Linked DNA regions of Oryctolagus cuniculus: region 2 is linked to region 1. Evidence: chromatin contacts called from public Hi-C data. All regions are on one chromosome and are shown on one strand. The core of a region is the stretch at or near the end of the contact, and the rest is flanking DNA. Distances in the headings are between cores, read along the strand shown.

What was found. A called contact is a pair of places that touch in the nucleus more often than the background predicts.
Region 2: a Hi-C map of an unstated tissue shows a contact between it and region 1, with 4 times the contacts expected there. The contact joins the enhancer-like site here to the promoter of BCL2 in region 1. A contact is called at or near these places in 2 of 6 Hi-C or Micro-C datasets (psoas muscle and an unstated tissue).

What each region holds. Positions count from the first base shown.
Region 1 is chr10:15,287,948-15,295,466 of mOryCun1.1, reverse strand. It overlaps BCL2 (BCL2 apoptosis regulator), which reads right to left and starts at 2,828. Exons shown (of 2, transcript XM_070050072.1): 1 at 2,146-2,828. The coding sequence starts at 2,691.
Region 2 is chr10:15,425,088-15,432,606 of mOryCun1.1, reverse strand. The region is part of intron 1 of BCL2 (BCL2 apoptosis regulator); the gene reads right to left. Among named protein-coding and RNA genes, the nearest start is that of BCL2, 140 kb to the right of the region's middle. Within about 2 kb of position 3,961, at least 4 of the 8 cell types and tissues checked have an H3K27ac peak or open chromatin away from gene starts, as enhancers often do.

The sequences.
Region 1 (7,519 bases), core at 1,579-4,078:
TTTTACTGTAAGAGGTTTTGTCAAAAAATTTTTATCATGTGCTACAGAATGTCATTGTGGTTTGGCATCATAAAATGTAGCTTGTGCATTTATCGACCTCAGATACCTGTTGACCACAAAGATAGGCTCTACAACGAAAACTCTATTGTGAAAGGAAGAAAAAGTGAGCCCTCATTTAAAAGGAAACCTCAGTTGTATGAGACATTAACATACTGCAGCTCAACAACAAACATCAAGGTTCTATCTTAATCTCCATCATAAACATGTGTCTGTTTCCTACCACTTTATTAACTTGCTTGATACATGGCGGTTTCCACCATGGATTTCTTTCAACTAGACAGAACTTTTTTTTTAATATGGATTTCTTTTTTTTTTTTATGAAAAATAGGAACCAGGAGACCTATTAAATCAGTTTTACTTTGGTTTTAGAATGATCCTTGCGGAGTCTACAAGTCCCTTCCTCTTTGGTTATGGTGATTAAAAATCAAACCAGCTGCTTAACTAAACACTTAACAAAAATATTCTTTTCATCCTTTAGCAAATTACTCCAGAATCACTAAAGACCTGATAATGTGGGATTTCAACAAACAATCCATAAAGAGTCATTAAATTTTAGAGATTTAAATTGGGATATTTTAGTTAATTTTACATTCAAACATTGAACAGTGGCATCAATATTTTGTCAACTTTGGTCAAATAATATCAGATGTCCACATCAATCACCTACATTTCTTGGCCCCGTCTCTTTTTGGCCCCTTAATATTAGCATACTTTGAAAAATGGAGCAAAAATGAAGAAATGTGCTTCTTGCAGTCACGTCTAGGCTTTTGGATCCCATTAGGTTCTATAATGTGAGTCATTCTCCTAAGAGACTATAGAAGAGCTCACAGAAATGCATCCTTCTTCCAAGATAACTCTTCAGACTAAAAACAAAGTTTAACAAAACTCCAGACAAGAATGATTACTTTCTCATAAATTAATCCTTTTAGGTAAGAGATGGAAATCTTAATTAAGCACCGTTGAGTCTTGGGATCCGCACCCCAGTCCCAGAGCATCATGGAAAAATACAACTGCGTGGTGAACAGGATCGAAGCTCTATCTAGCAACCGCCCCGGAGCGGGAGAAAAAGCGTCTTACCAAGGTTCTTAAAAGTCACAGCTGCTCATCACTTCAACCCTGGTCAGCGCATGAAAGAATCCACAGCTAAAGATCAATTCTTCTACGCTTTACATAGTTTCCCTAGGTGCAAGTTTCTCTGTGAGTGTGTGTGGTGTATGTAAGCAGAGACCACAAAATCATGTGGCGTCTAGGTGGTAAAATGTAAGAGATGGTAAAACTCCAGGAAACTTCTAAATGCGACACAAGGGACAGCACACAAAGTCTGCAGCCAATCCAAACCCCATCACTGACAAGAGGACGCAGCGCATCCACAGACTGCTGCCCTTCAATGCACACCATCGTGTCCACTGGGTCACGGCCCGACCAGCAGGTGAACACTCCCCCGGCTCTCCCTACGTCCACTTACCTCTTCACAAACACAGCTAAGACCTTCAGGGAAAGGGGTTACACTGGGCTTCCTCTGGGGCAGTTTTTACCCAGTGAGGCAAACATGTTCTTGGTCCTCTGGGGGAGTCTGTTCTTCGATGGGGTGGCTTACAACTTTTAGGACAAAGACAAATCCACCAGGGGAGCCTGTTTAGGATGCAGACTGCCAGGGCCTCGCCCTGGGGTGGTGGTGGTCGTGGGATGCGCGGTGTGTCTGGTCCACACCAAGTCCCTGAAACCTGCGATTTCAACTACCCAGGCCACGTAACTGTGGTGCTGGGGACTCCGCAGCCCCAGTTTGAGAAGCACGGGAAGGCAGGACCATGCATCACAAAATCCTACTGGGCCGCAAAGGCAGCATCTGGGAGCCTCCAGGGCTGGCACACCACTTTTGGCGGGAAGCAGTTGCCCTAGCTGGGAGGGCAGGGTGCGCTTCCTGCAGGGCGCGCTGGAGGGAAAGCAGGGAAAGTGACACACCTGCTGTTAGCTCACGGGCTCTGCAGTCTGCCCCGGCCCCCGGGGTCCACCCACACCCTCGCCACGGCATCTCGGACCTGCGACCGCAAGCCCAGACTCACGTGCAACCAGACAGGCACCTACCCAGCCTCCATTATCCTGGATCCAGGTGTGCAGGTGCCGGTTCAGGTACTCAGTCATCCACAGGGCGATGTTGTCCACCAGGGGCGACATCTCCCGGTTGACGCTCTCCACACACATGACCCCACCGAACTCAAAGAAGGCCACAATCCTCCCCCAGTTCACCCCATCCCTGAAGAGCTCCTCCACCACCGTGGCAAAGCGCCCCCTCGCGGTGAAGGGCGTCAGGTGCAGCTGGCTGGACATCTCCGCGAAGTCGCGGCGGTAGCGCCGGGAGAAGTCGTCGCCCGCCTGGCGGAGGGTCAGGTGGACCACAGGTGGCACCGGGCTGAGCGCGGGCCCCGCGGCGGCCGGCGGCGGCGGCGGCGAGGTCCTGGCGGCCGGGTCCCGGGGCGCAGCGGGCGCGGGCTGGGAGGAGAAGACGCCCGGCGCGGAGGCGGCGCCCGCGTCCCCAGCGTCCCACTCGTAGCCCCTCTGGGACAGCTTATAGTGGATGTACTTCATCACGATCTCCCGGTTGTCGTACCCTGTTCGCCCGGCGTGCGCCATGCTGCCCTTGGGCGCCCGCGGTGCCTCCGGCCGCGTCCCGCCGCACGGGCCCGCTCAGAAGCCGGCGGGGTTCCCGGGCGCGCGCCGCATCCTCGGGCGCGGGGGTGTCTTCAGTCACGCGGAGCCCTCGCTTCTGGTGTTTCCCCGTTGGCAGCAGGCGCAGGAGATTTTTACTCAAATCCCTTTCGGATCTCTGTTTCACGAGGCACGTTATCATTCATAAGCGTGGTGAACGCCAGTCTTTTCCCTACGTGATGCTAGAAGGTTGGAAAAAAAAAAAAGGCAAACAAACAAAAACAAAACCTGGTTAAGCCAAACTCAGGTGCGTTCTCCGGCACACACGGAGAGAAAGCGGGGGCATGCACGCTGCGGGCCACACGGCTAAAAACAACGCATTCAACTGCCTGAAAATTCACATTTACTCGAAGGCACTCCGAGTTAGCATCTCGAGTGCCGCCACCGAAAGTTACGCGAGCCCGATCTGCTGCGCAAAGAACTTACTTGTGTTTTTAAAGGACAGCATGACCCTCTGTCCAGTTTCCTTCTCTGCAAAACCAAAACAAACGCATAAGGCAAGGATCCCATCAATCTTCGGAGCTCCCGGGTGAGAGCCGCTTGGAAACTTCCGAATGAATCGGGAGGCGGCGGGCGCGGGTGTAGGCACCCCGGGGCGGGGGGGTCTCCAGGCTGGCCCCCGGGTTTCTGCTCCTCAGAAACGTCAATCCGCAGGAATCCGGCCCCGAGCTCCGGAGCGCGCTCCGTCCGGGCTCCCCTCGGCCACTGACAGGCGCGCGCGCCGCGCGGGCACGGCGCGGACTCTGCCCCGGACGCCGACGGGGCCCGGCCGGCGCGGGGTCCTCTTCTGATTCAACTCCGAGAGCAGCCGACGCGTTTTCCGAAAAGCTGCGGATCAATGAAGGCAGGACGCGCCGGCCTCGCGAGGAGCCCGCGCCGTGTGTGGTGCGGCCAGGGTGGGGAGCGGGGGAGGGTTTTATTTTTTTTTTCCCTCTTTTTCCTAAAAAGGATGACTGCTACGAAGTTCGCCCCCCTGGACCCCTCTTCCGCTGCACCCGCCGGCGCACCCGCCTCCGGGCTGCGCACCCTTTCTGCTCCGCCCGCTCCCGCGCCGGGGCGCTGGCGGCGGCGGCCGCCGCCTCCTCCGGTCGCGCCGTGCGGCAGCTCCGCGCTCTGACGGCCGCTGGCGGGGGGCCCGGCGCCCGGGCACCTTCGCGGGCGGCGGCGGCGGCGCGGCGGGGACCCCGGGAGCGGCGGGCGGGCGGGCCGGCGGGCGGGCGCGCGGCGCGCGGAGGAGGGGCGGGGGCGGGGAGGAAGGGGGCGGGCGGGGGCCTGGCCGCTGACTTCATTCTCCTCACAAACCGACTGGTTTCCTGTACGTACGTCACTGTTCATTCAAAAAAAGAAGAAAGAAAGAGCCCTCCTCTGAGCCGCCCGACGGCCCCCCCCTCCGCCCCGCTCCCCTTCCCCGGTTAAAGGCGCCGCGGCCGGCCGGGGCCCGCCGGGCACACATGGCGCGCGGGGCCGCGGCTGGGGAGGGCGCGCCCGGGCCGGCCGCCCGCGGGGCCCGGCCGGTGGGTGGCGCGGCCGCGGCGCGGTAGGTGTGCCAGGGGCCTCCCCGGGCCTGCGGCGGGCTCGGCCTGCGCTCGGGGGTCGCCGGGGCCCGCCGGTGGGCCACGGGCGCCGGGCTGGCCGCACGCGGCCGGGCCGGGCCGGAGCTACGCCATGAAAACAAGGGCTGCAGAGGCGCCGGCAGCCGCGTGGACCTTCCGGGCCGGGCGTGTGTGTGTGTGTGTGGAGAGGGTGCGGGGCCACGCACATCGCGCGCAGGTCAGCGCCGTGGGGAGCCCGCGGCCCTCGCCGGCCCTCGCCAACCCCCAGCCGTGAGACCACCCTGAGAAAGTCGTGTTTACTTCCCTCTCGCCTCCCGGGCGTCCATGCAGGGCTTAGGCGCTCACGCACGGCAGCCGGTCACCGGCTGGACTCCGGCTCGGAGGCCAAGGCCGGACGCCACCTGAACGGGCCGGGAGGAGGGTGGGGTGCCCTCTCCCCGGAGCACTTTTCGCCCTGCGTTAGCACCGGGCGCGGGGCGGCGTGCAGGGCTTTCTCTGCACCTTTGCCATTCAGGGCAGCACCTGACGGGCGACGGCCGCGCGCGCGCGCGCATGGACAAGCAGACACGTTTACAAATGCGTCCTCGTGGAGAGCCCCCAGGAGAGAAGGGCGAGGGGACACACGCGTTGTTGCACGTGCGTAACCATTTTAATCTGCGAAGCTTTGACAAATAAAGCACCGGGCCAGCAAAACTACTGACTGCAAGCAAAGCCGCGTGCTCAGCGGAGCCCCGGTGCGAGCGCACAGGGACGCTGGGTTACCGAGGGCGCAGGCCGCATGCCGGGTGTCCTGAGCTCATCTTTATTCTGTCTCATTGCGACTCTAAAGTCAAAGCTTCTATTCTTAAGTGAATAAAGCATGCTAGGTTATTTGCACTTTTTTTTTTTTTACATCGGTCAGCCAGTGTGCCAACCTCTCCGGATCCAGGCGAGAAGGTACAAAGGGAAGAATTCTCCCTCCCTTCTGACAGATGAGGCAGAGGCCCCTTTATTCAGCAGGCCATGGGCAGACTGACCTGGGTGACTGCTCATAGGGATAGTAGAAATGCAGGCACAGCCCACAACGCGCTGGTTTAGGAACCTTCCTGGAACCTTGTCTTAAACCCCCCAAATCACTGCGGGGAGTTGAGGGCTTTTGTGCTTTTAATACCCACAAGTGAGTGAGGAACTAGCGGACAGACCTGGAAAAGAAACTGTACTTCCGCAGAGGGAGCCCTGTTCCCAAGGAAAGAAGAGCTCCCCGACGTGCCTCCTGCTTTACTTCCACAGAGCCTTTTAAAAAGGATTTTCAGGTGGCCTTGGGCCATGACTGAGCTCAGGACAGGTCTGTGTGCTGCACTTTGTTGGACATCTGTTCCCTTGGAATGTTCTGGAACGCTGAAAGACCTAAATCATCCCTCTGCTCCGAGTCCAGGGTTATTAGAGTGCACTTGAAAGCTTAAGGGCAGGCACTCCCTGGTGGTCTGACCTTGTGACGTTAACTCTGTCTTTGGCTGATGAGGAGGTTGTGCAGAGTACTGACCTGGGTCAGGAGTCCTGGATCTGAATCCCGGATCTGTGCCTCCTGCTTCCCCAGCAACCCTCCAGTGTATTCCTGTGGACTTCACTGCCCAAGACCGTCCTAAGAGCCAGTGGCTGACCTTGGGCGGACTCTACACCAGGCCCAGCACAGAACATGCAGGGGATGGAGAGCCTATCAAGGGTCTGAGAGGCCTGTGTTTTCCTTCTTGGTTCTCCAGGCTGCAAAGAAAAAGCTGTTTATTGCCAGTTTTCGCCACCTGCTGGTTGCTGTTGAACAGCATTATACAGAAAGCTCATTTTCCATCAACAGGAGTGTTCCCCAAGTTTATGAAACCCAAAAAGAACATTATTCTAACCTGGACACGCTACTAAGATAGGTATGCATCAAGTCTTCCCAGCTGTGAACACTGTTGGTGGAAACGAGGGTACAAAGAGACTTTTAACTGAGGAGTTGATAACTAATTGATAAGATCAAAGAGTTAAATATAGAATCATTTCGGTTATTTTAGGTTAAAAACATCAACTGTTTCTCCAAAGGAAGTGGAAAAAAATCCATAAACAAAATGAATAGAGAGTAAAGCCAAGTAGTCCATGCAGCTTGCCTAAAAAGCAACAACAACAAAAAACCCTGCAAATTACAGCACCTATGGGCCTACAGAAGCATCCAAATTATTTATGCTAGTATTATATTAGTATAATTTCTGGTATTTTATACATTTAAACTCTTATGAACAGTGCAATATTCTTTGCACTGGCTTTAATACCTTGGACACAAGCACTCTAAAAGCATGTTTCAAGAAGTTTGTGGCAAATGGAAAAGATGCTTATTTTTGGTGCAAAAATGTTAAAACTCATGCACACGGGGGTCTTCAGTAAGTTCATAAAAAAGGTGCATTATAAAACAGTCCATGGATTTCAAACATTTTTAAAATATTAATTAATTAGTCTGACAGAACGTTCCCGTTCACTGGTTCACTCCCCAACCAGGAACCAGGTTCTCAATTTGTCTCGCACCGTAGGTAGGTGGTAGGGACCCAAGCCCATGAGTCATCACCACTGCCTCCCGGGGTGCGCATTACCCAGAAGGTGGACCTGGGAGTGCAGGCAGGGCTCGAACCTAAGCAGTCCAATATGGGATGCATGTGTCCCAAGTGGCATCTGCACTGCTAGGTCTACTGCCTGCCCCAATTTTAAAACAATGCATCACAATAAATGTTTTCCATAAACCTTTTGGAGTACCCGTGAATAAGCCCCCGTCACACTGTTCCCACTTCACCTGTGCCCCAGAACATCTCTTCTGCTCTATGCCATCTCACTCAGGGCACATCCAGGTCCTCTGCTTGTGCTCTCAAACCACTCGTCATAGGAGCCTCTTTCAAATGGAAGCAAGTCAAGTTGTGGCCTTAGTTTAACTTAGACATCCACTTGATGAATTATGGCAGGTCCTACACCTCAAAAAATGTTAAGATTAAGCACCTATCTTTAAAACTAGGCAGTGAACTACAAGATAAACCATCCTGTTGTCCAAGTTTAATAGCAACAAATAATGTTTACTTTTGGTTTACATCAAACCATAGGACATTCACTTGTGATTTTTTTTCTCTTTCAAGATTTTATGACATGGGGCTTCAAATAAAATAAGGAGTAGGAACTTGTCTTATATTTTTGAAATGTCTATT
Region 2 (7,519 bases), core at 2,712-5,211, 140 kb before region 1:
TAGGTGGTCTCTCTCAGCAGATCAAAGGAGACGGGCCAAGAGGCAGGCCTCCCTCCCCAGCCAGGGCCTTGCAATCCTCCTCCACAGACACTGTCAGGGGCCCGAGGACGCGGCCGCCGCCGCAGGAGCTGCTCTGAGGCCAAGTACGCTCTGTTTATTGACAGAGAAACACACGGGCACCTGTCCACTTTCAGAGTGACTAGGGAGTTTCCAGTCTGGATACGAGAAAACTTTTACACTGTACCCAAACATTTTCTTTTCTCTTCTTTTCTTTTTTTCTGAAGCCAAAATTAGAACGAAAACAAACACACGGGGCTGTGCGCGGCAGGAACAAGAAACTCAGAAGTGAAGACATTTCACAAGAAAAGCTCCTTCGAGGTCTAAGCTCACCTGGCCAACAACCTGCAGACACCTTTGACTGGGGGCGGGGCAGCCCCTAGGTCACAGAGCGCCTGTTCCCGTGGCTGTGAGATTGGGGAGGGGGGGGGTAAGGAAGCAGGGGGTGCACAAGGCATATTTCTCTTCTAGTCTGGGGGTGCCTTGAGGAGCAAGTGACTGGCTGTCACAGGCTCTCCTGGTTTCCAGCCCTCAGAGACCCTAAGGGGTGGTGAGCCAGCCAGAGAGCAGGGCTCTGCCTTTTCCCAGGGGCCCTGCCCAGGCTGGGTGGGTCTTGTTTACCTGTGAGCAACTGGGGCAAAAGAAAAAGCTTTTTCCTATAAAATAGCTCTGCATTGTATGACTTGAAAATACCTTCAAGTAAGCCAGGGTGTGACGGGAACTGATGATATGCATGAACACACAAAACGCCAACAGAGACGCCCAGAGCTCCCTGTCTACGTCCCCAGCGAAGCAGCGGGGAGCCATTGATTCATGGGAGATTTATCAGTTTATAGAAGATACTGGAGAAGTCGATTATTCCAAAGCACAGGAGTGTAGATTCACGCTCAAGTTATCTGCTCAAAGCGGGACGGTATATTGGGCCCTTTCTGTCAAGTAGGGTAATTCTAGTCGGCCTCCTTCCACCGGCTCCGGTCCCGTGCCCTCAGGAGAGCTGAGACGCTGCTTAGGTAAACTGGGGCCCAAGCAGAGGTAGGGCCAAGCACGCTGACGGTCCCCCATGTCACAAAAACACAACTGAAAGAGAACTATTCTTACACACTCACGTACCATAAAAGGGGAATTTCCAGAGGCCTCTGATATTAGCAATTTGCCCTTCCATTGCATTCCTCTCTAGTTTCAAGATGAGATGATGACAAAAAGACTGACTTGTCAGAAAAAAACACGAAACTCCACATACAAACGTGCAAACGGCCACCGCGCAACCTGCGGGAATTTCCACACCTGAGTTTCTGATTTGCCTCGAAGCGGAGTTGGAGGAGGAGGAGGAGGGGAGGGGCTGAGGGGAACCGAAGCCCCCTCCCTGCCACGAAGATAAAATCATTAATTATGTCTCTTTTAAAGTGAACATCACAGCGTAGAGTGTACATGTCTTATTTTTCCTGTTGGGCAACAAGTTTTTCCAAAGTAAAAATCCTGAAATGTATTTTTTAGAAGCAGATATAGTTGGGAATTGTCTCAAAACTAGCACAAGTACGGATGTTTCTCCTTTCACTTTCCATTTTACGTATGCATTTAAGGAGAATGTGCACTGGTTGGTTTTGATAGAGTGTTCTGGAGAGAGGGGAGGCACTCCCATCCTGGGGTGGGGGGTGGGGGTAGGAGGGCAATGGACATGATTGAACGTTCACTTTTACAGGCCTGGGGTACTAGCTTCTGTGAGGGGAGGTGTCTTAAGGAAATAGAAGTCAAAATCAAAACAATTGGAAATGAGTCCAACAAAACTGGTCATAAAGACACAAAGACACTGGTGAGGGCACACAGCCTCCTGCTGGTTCTGGGAGTGGGGCTGAATGTGCCCACCTGGCAGAGTCTCCATCAGTGGGCGACAACCTCTGCACACACATCCTCTGGCCAACTCCTAGGCTTCCAAATTTATTTAAATGGGCTCATTTACATCATGTCTACTTTCAATACTTTCAAATCCAATCCACTTTATTTCTCAAAGTTTTTCATGGAGGACTCTCCTATTTACAGCAAAAGGAACACAGTGCAGGTGCACCATCTGATAATGCAGACAAGTGCATGCTCCCCTGTAACCAGTCCTCCATCAAGATAAGGAGCAGTTCCCTCCTCCCCGAAAGATCCCTGGAAGCCAACTTGGTTTTTAAATTATTGGCATCTGAATGTTTTTGAGTGGAGATTATCAAAGCCAAATGTGTGGGAACAAAGCCTGATCATTAATCACCTACTACAAACATAGGTAGCAAAGGTTTTGAAGATGGTACGTGAGCCTGCACAGGCAAGTTAGCAGCAGGGACGGGTCCTTTTATGAAATGCCAGAGGGGCCTTTTAGGGACGGGCACGTGGCCCCTCTCCGCAGCCCTGCTGGCATTTGACCACTGAACTAAGACCGAGTGGGTTTCTTTTCTGGTTTTTGTTCTTCAGGCATCAGGGTTTCCATGTTTAGAAAGAGGGAAGTTGAGGCCTAATAGTCAAATCTACCATATTCTCACAGGAGCCAATGCTGTCTGCCCAGGAGGGCTCAACCACAGCTCGAGCGCTCTTCCCAAGTTCTGCTGCAACACCCGCAGAGGGGTTCACAGGAGCAGACAGTTTAGGAGTTTCCTTAGCATTTCCTGTTTCCCAGATTTCAGAGAGGTCCTTGAGGGAATGTCTGACTCGGGGTAGCACATTAAGGATGGGGCGAGATGGTATTTTTGGGTCCCTCCACCACCTGCATCCCCCATGTTGCCACTTTGGCACACTGTCGCTCTAGGGCTGTGGAAGAGGAGGGGACGTGGCAGGAAAACCGTGGCCGCATGAGCTTCCTTTGGAGTCGGGGTGCTCCAGTGGGCCTGAACGCCTCACTGTTCCTCCTGCCCACCCACACGTTGGCACAGGATTCCAGGAGTAGAAGACCTGAGTGGCTTTAGTTTCTCAAGAAAGTTGAGCTCCTTCACGAGCATCTAAATCATGTGCCTTCAAAGCAAAGAAAAAAAAACCTGAAAAATGTCCTCAGATAGCATGTAGGAAGTAGTACTTTTTAAAATCACATTACCAAAATGGTACCCAGAGGAGATCCCTTCTTAAATCTCCCAGCCCTCAAAACAATGTGGTTGAAAAGTTTACAACCTTCAACCCTTGAAAAGGTCACCTCCCAGCCTCACACCCTCTTGCATTAAGAGCATAACGGATATTTTGAGTCACATGTATTGTTCTTTGATCATTTGCATTTGGTGAAATCCCTCCCTTGGACCAATTTAGTAAGCAGTGCCTTGGGCTTCTTTAGTGATTGCTCTCTGGTCTTCTCTATTTTCTCTCTGTCAAACACATTTAGACCCCAACGCACGCAATGAAGCTGCAGCCTGGGTCACGTATGCTTGCTTTTTGTACTTGAGAGGCAGATGCTTGGGGGATCTTTCATCTCGCTTAGGTTGGAATTCCTTCTCCATTGCAAGCAACTAAGACCACAGAGGCTCATGCAAAGCCCCTGATTTCCCAGGGGTTCTGAGGGCCCTCTCACGGGGCTCCTCCCTCCCTGACCCCCTGTTGAACTGACACACTTCTCAGAATTCCAGGCTCAGATGCTTTGCATGAAGAACTCTAGTGCCAACTACGAAGGGAGACTGTAAGAGAAAGACTGGCTCGATGGAAAACTTCTCCCCACCCACACACCGCCCCAGTGCAGGCATTCTCACTGACACAGGGCCTCATCATTGCACAGCAAAGAGCGCTCGGGCCCCAGGACCCCTTCTTCCCACCTGAAGCACTGTGCTCCAGCTGTCACCGGAGGCCTGAGTGCTTTATGAAGCTGTCTGCTTGCTCCCCTGCTCCATGTATAAGCCAACAGCGCTGGCTTTCAGAAACATATTTCTTCCTCTATGAGTAATTTACAAGTGACTCATCCTCAGCTTCACCAGCCAGCACATGTGACCCACTGTGCTGGTTGAGTGTATCTATAGATGTGTAAACCAGAACAGTTCTTAGAACACACTGCCCCTCCCACACGCTGTTTATTTTCCTTCCTTTCACAGGGAGGGGGTAAAGATGGAGATGAGCTGCTGGGGGCCGCCTGTCTGCATACAAACCTGGAATGTATCCATTCGAGGAAACAAAAGACTTGACCCAAAGACAGAAAATAAAAGAGGTAGACAAAGGGCCTAATGCATTTATTTTAGTATTAGTAGACCACTGGAAGTTCTGAGAAAAAAAAATCCACAAAAATAGAATATGACAAGAACCCAAACAAACAACAATGACTCTATGTTCTGTCTCTTTCTTGCTCCAGTAGAAATTTAGACCTAGCCAGGCAGGTCTAAACCCACATCCACACCAACCCCAAACTTGGCAACATTTCTTCACTTCTAACTCAGAAAACCACTCCTGGGGCCCGCTGTGGTTTGATTTGGTAACTCTCAGACATAAAAATGTCTTTATTTCTCCAGCTTGTCTCTGTTCCTCCATTGGTAGAGAATAGCGTTAGGCATGGCTTGGGGACGCTGCTACTGCAGGAAGGCACGCGGGTGACACAGCTGCCAAGCACTCTAGATAGTGTTTCCTACCTCATTCTCACTTCCTATTTTCTATTAAGCCCAATCTAGACTCATTTGCCTGCTATGTGAAGCCCGTCATACCCTGGCCTCGCCTGCCTTATTCTAGTACCATCTCTACTACTTGCACAGCCCATCCTTGGGTAGTACCAGGACAGCATCTTCAGAGCCCCTTCAATGAAGACATTGAAAATTCATTCCCACCCCTGGCCTTCCACCATCCCCTCCAAAAGCCCCACACCCTTCCTTCCCACTCTCCATACCTTCACCTTGGTGGAGCCCTCTCACCACCCGTATCTTAACCTATTCCAACAGCTCAGCTCATCCCACCTCAACACCTTCCATGAAACCTTGCTTACCCACCCACTCGGGCCATTTGTCTGCATCTCCTCAGCTTCCCAGCACTTGTCCAGGTTGGTTCCTCAGTTTTGTTTTGCTCCTTGATAGGTCAGAGTCATGTCTGATCGCAGGTTCCCTTGGGAGGGGATCGTGTGTTTTGCTCTTGGATAGCCCTACCTTGCCTTGATCCATGGCAATGGGTGAATTGAGCTTCAGGTTTAAAAATGACAATTTACTTTTTGCAAAGTGGTATAACATGCGAGGTCTTACCACACTTCTAGCCCTCTTTTTTCAGCCTTGTAGGCAGCTCTGGGGAGAGGAATAAAATCCCTGAATGCTCATCAGTATGACAAAAAAGGCAACCACAGTCATTTATGGAGCCTTGTCTATAAACACTAGTGATGTACTTAACGGATACCAACTCATGTACACTTCATTCTGACCCAGCAAAGTAGATACTATTATTATCCCCACTTTACACATGAGGAGCCCAAGGTACACATGCAGTGGGTAACGAGTCCAAAGTGGCTGCGCTGGATTCAAACTCAGGTGATCTGGCTCCAGGGTGTAGGTGTGTGTTTTTCCATGGCTTCTTTCACTGCAGCAAGAGAAACCTGTCTTCTACATGGACACCTTATTGCAGTTATGTTGACCAAAGCTCCTTGGCACTCAACAAAATGGAATACAATCTTCCAGGGAAGCTTCAGGATCAGAGCCAAATAGAGTTTTTTCTTTGAAATGTAGAGGGTAAACTCTGCCAGGCCACCCCTGGGACCCCAAAAAATGATACTACCCATCTACCTTCTGCAGGAATACCAGATTCCAACCCCAGGCAATCTTTAAGCAGGCTTGCTTCAAACAAATATTCCTGCACATCCAACAGAATCTTCCTAAATCCATAATTTCTCAACATAAAGAAACTCAATACCACCCAAATCACATCTGCATTGAGATTTGTTTACTATTGTTTAAACATAATCTTGCAAGCTTGAAAACTCCAGATTAGGTACCAGAAGAAAAACCTCATCCTGGTGGTCAGATCTCTGCAGGAAATGATGCCACAGACAATTATTCATGTATTAGCAGTTGCTTAAGTACCACAAGGCTTTTAGGGGAAAAGACTGGGAGGCAGTGGTTGGAAATGAAGCCCCATTATTAATGTACTCAAGCTATTCAGCTGGATTCAATAAAATAAAAAGCCCTGCCCAGACCAATGTCTGTAGCAGAAGATGCTAAGAGCTGTTTTTTAAAAATCTGGTTTTATTGAATCCAGGCTTTATACACAGCATTCTTTCTTCCTGAATGGCTGAAAAAATCATCTCATGCATTTGAAACCATTTGAGGAGAAATGGAAGGAAGCTGTGTCCAGAAAGCACAATGAACTTGAGGGAGAGAACTTCTCGACATTCAAGGTGATGGAAACCTTGGTCGCCCTTTGGGTAGACAGGAAAGGCTGAAAATTCCTCTTCCTTTTATTCAGTTCCGGCTAGAAAGCCTTACCGGGAGCCCACCATGCACCAGGCCCCATGCGGCTCTCAGCGAGGCCCTGAAGCAACCAAGACGCACAGCACCCTCACAGTCCAGGGCGGAGCAGCACTGGGGGTGGTTTAGCTTGGACGAATATCATGTGGTGTTAACTCCGTGTCTGTCGCTCTCCCTGGGCTTGCCGCCATCCCTTTCCATGATTCTGGCTCTGTTCATTGGTCACCTGACTGCTACATCCCCATTTCCCAGGCTCCTGGCCTCAGACCTCCCTGGCCTGAGGAGCCCATGGGCATCTCCTGTGTTTGTGCCTCCAACCACATCCTTGGCCAGTGGCTGCTTCCGGCTCCTCCACCCTGCTCAGTGGCCTCATCCGCATCTGTCAGTGAGGCAGGAGTGGCCTCCACCCATCCCAAGTCTGTGTCATGCTTTGCGGCTGCAGACCCTGAAGAGGAGCCTCTGCAGAAATGTACTCATGTGGGTTACGGCATCTGGCTTAGGTGTTTTAATTGTGCAACAATTTTTGCTGAATGAGAAGGGCCCAACATAAAGGGAGAAAGGTGGGATTAGGCAAAACTGTCTTCAAGCACTTTATGGTACACAGGAGGGAAAAATGCAGCCTAAGGGAACATCCAAACAGTAAACAACCCATATGACAATGTTAGAGCGGAGACAACTCCCAGCAAGTGTGTATGGGAGCTATGCAGTTCCTGGGCAGAAATCAAATGCCCCAAATGGGCAGAGGTCTTGAGCCAGACTGCCCAAGAGCTGTGCTGTCTACTTCTGAGCAAGTCCTTTTTGTAAAAGCCATGGTCCCTAATCCCACATCAGTGGTGTTCAGGGGCCACAAGCCTGGCCCTTAGCAGGAGGAGCTCAGAAGGGGACTTCTGGCTTGCAGGTGCTCAGGGCTTTCTAGATCACCTAGAACAAGGCCCCGAGAGAGATGGTTCACAGGGAAGAGAGAACACCAGGGGGTGCCAAGAAGAAAGGGAGGGAACCAAGCAAGAGAGAAGGCTTTGCCCAACCTTGGAGGGGCAGGACTTGAACACAGGAAGATGTTAGGAAGATGTTAGTGTCAGGATGAACTG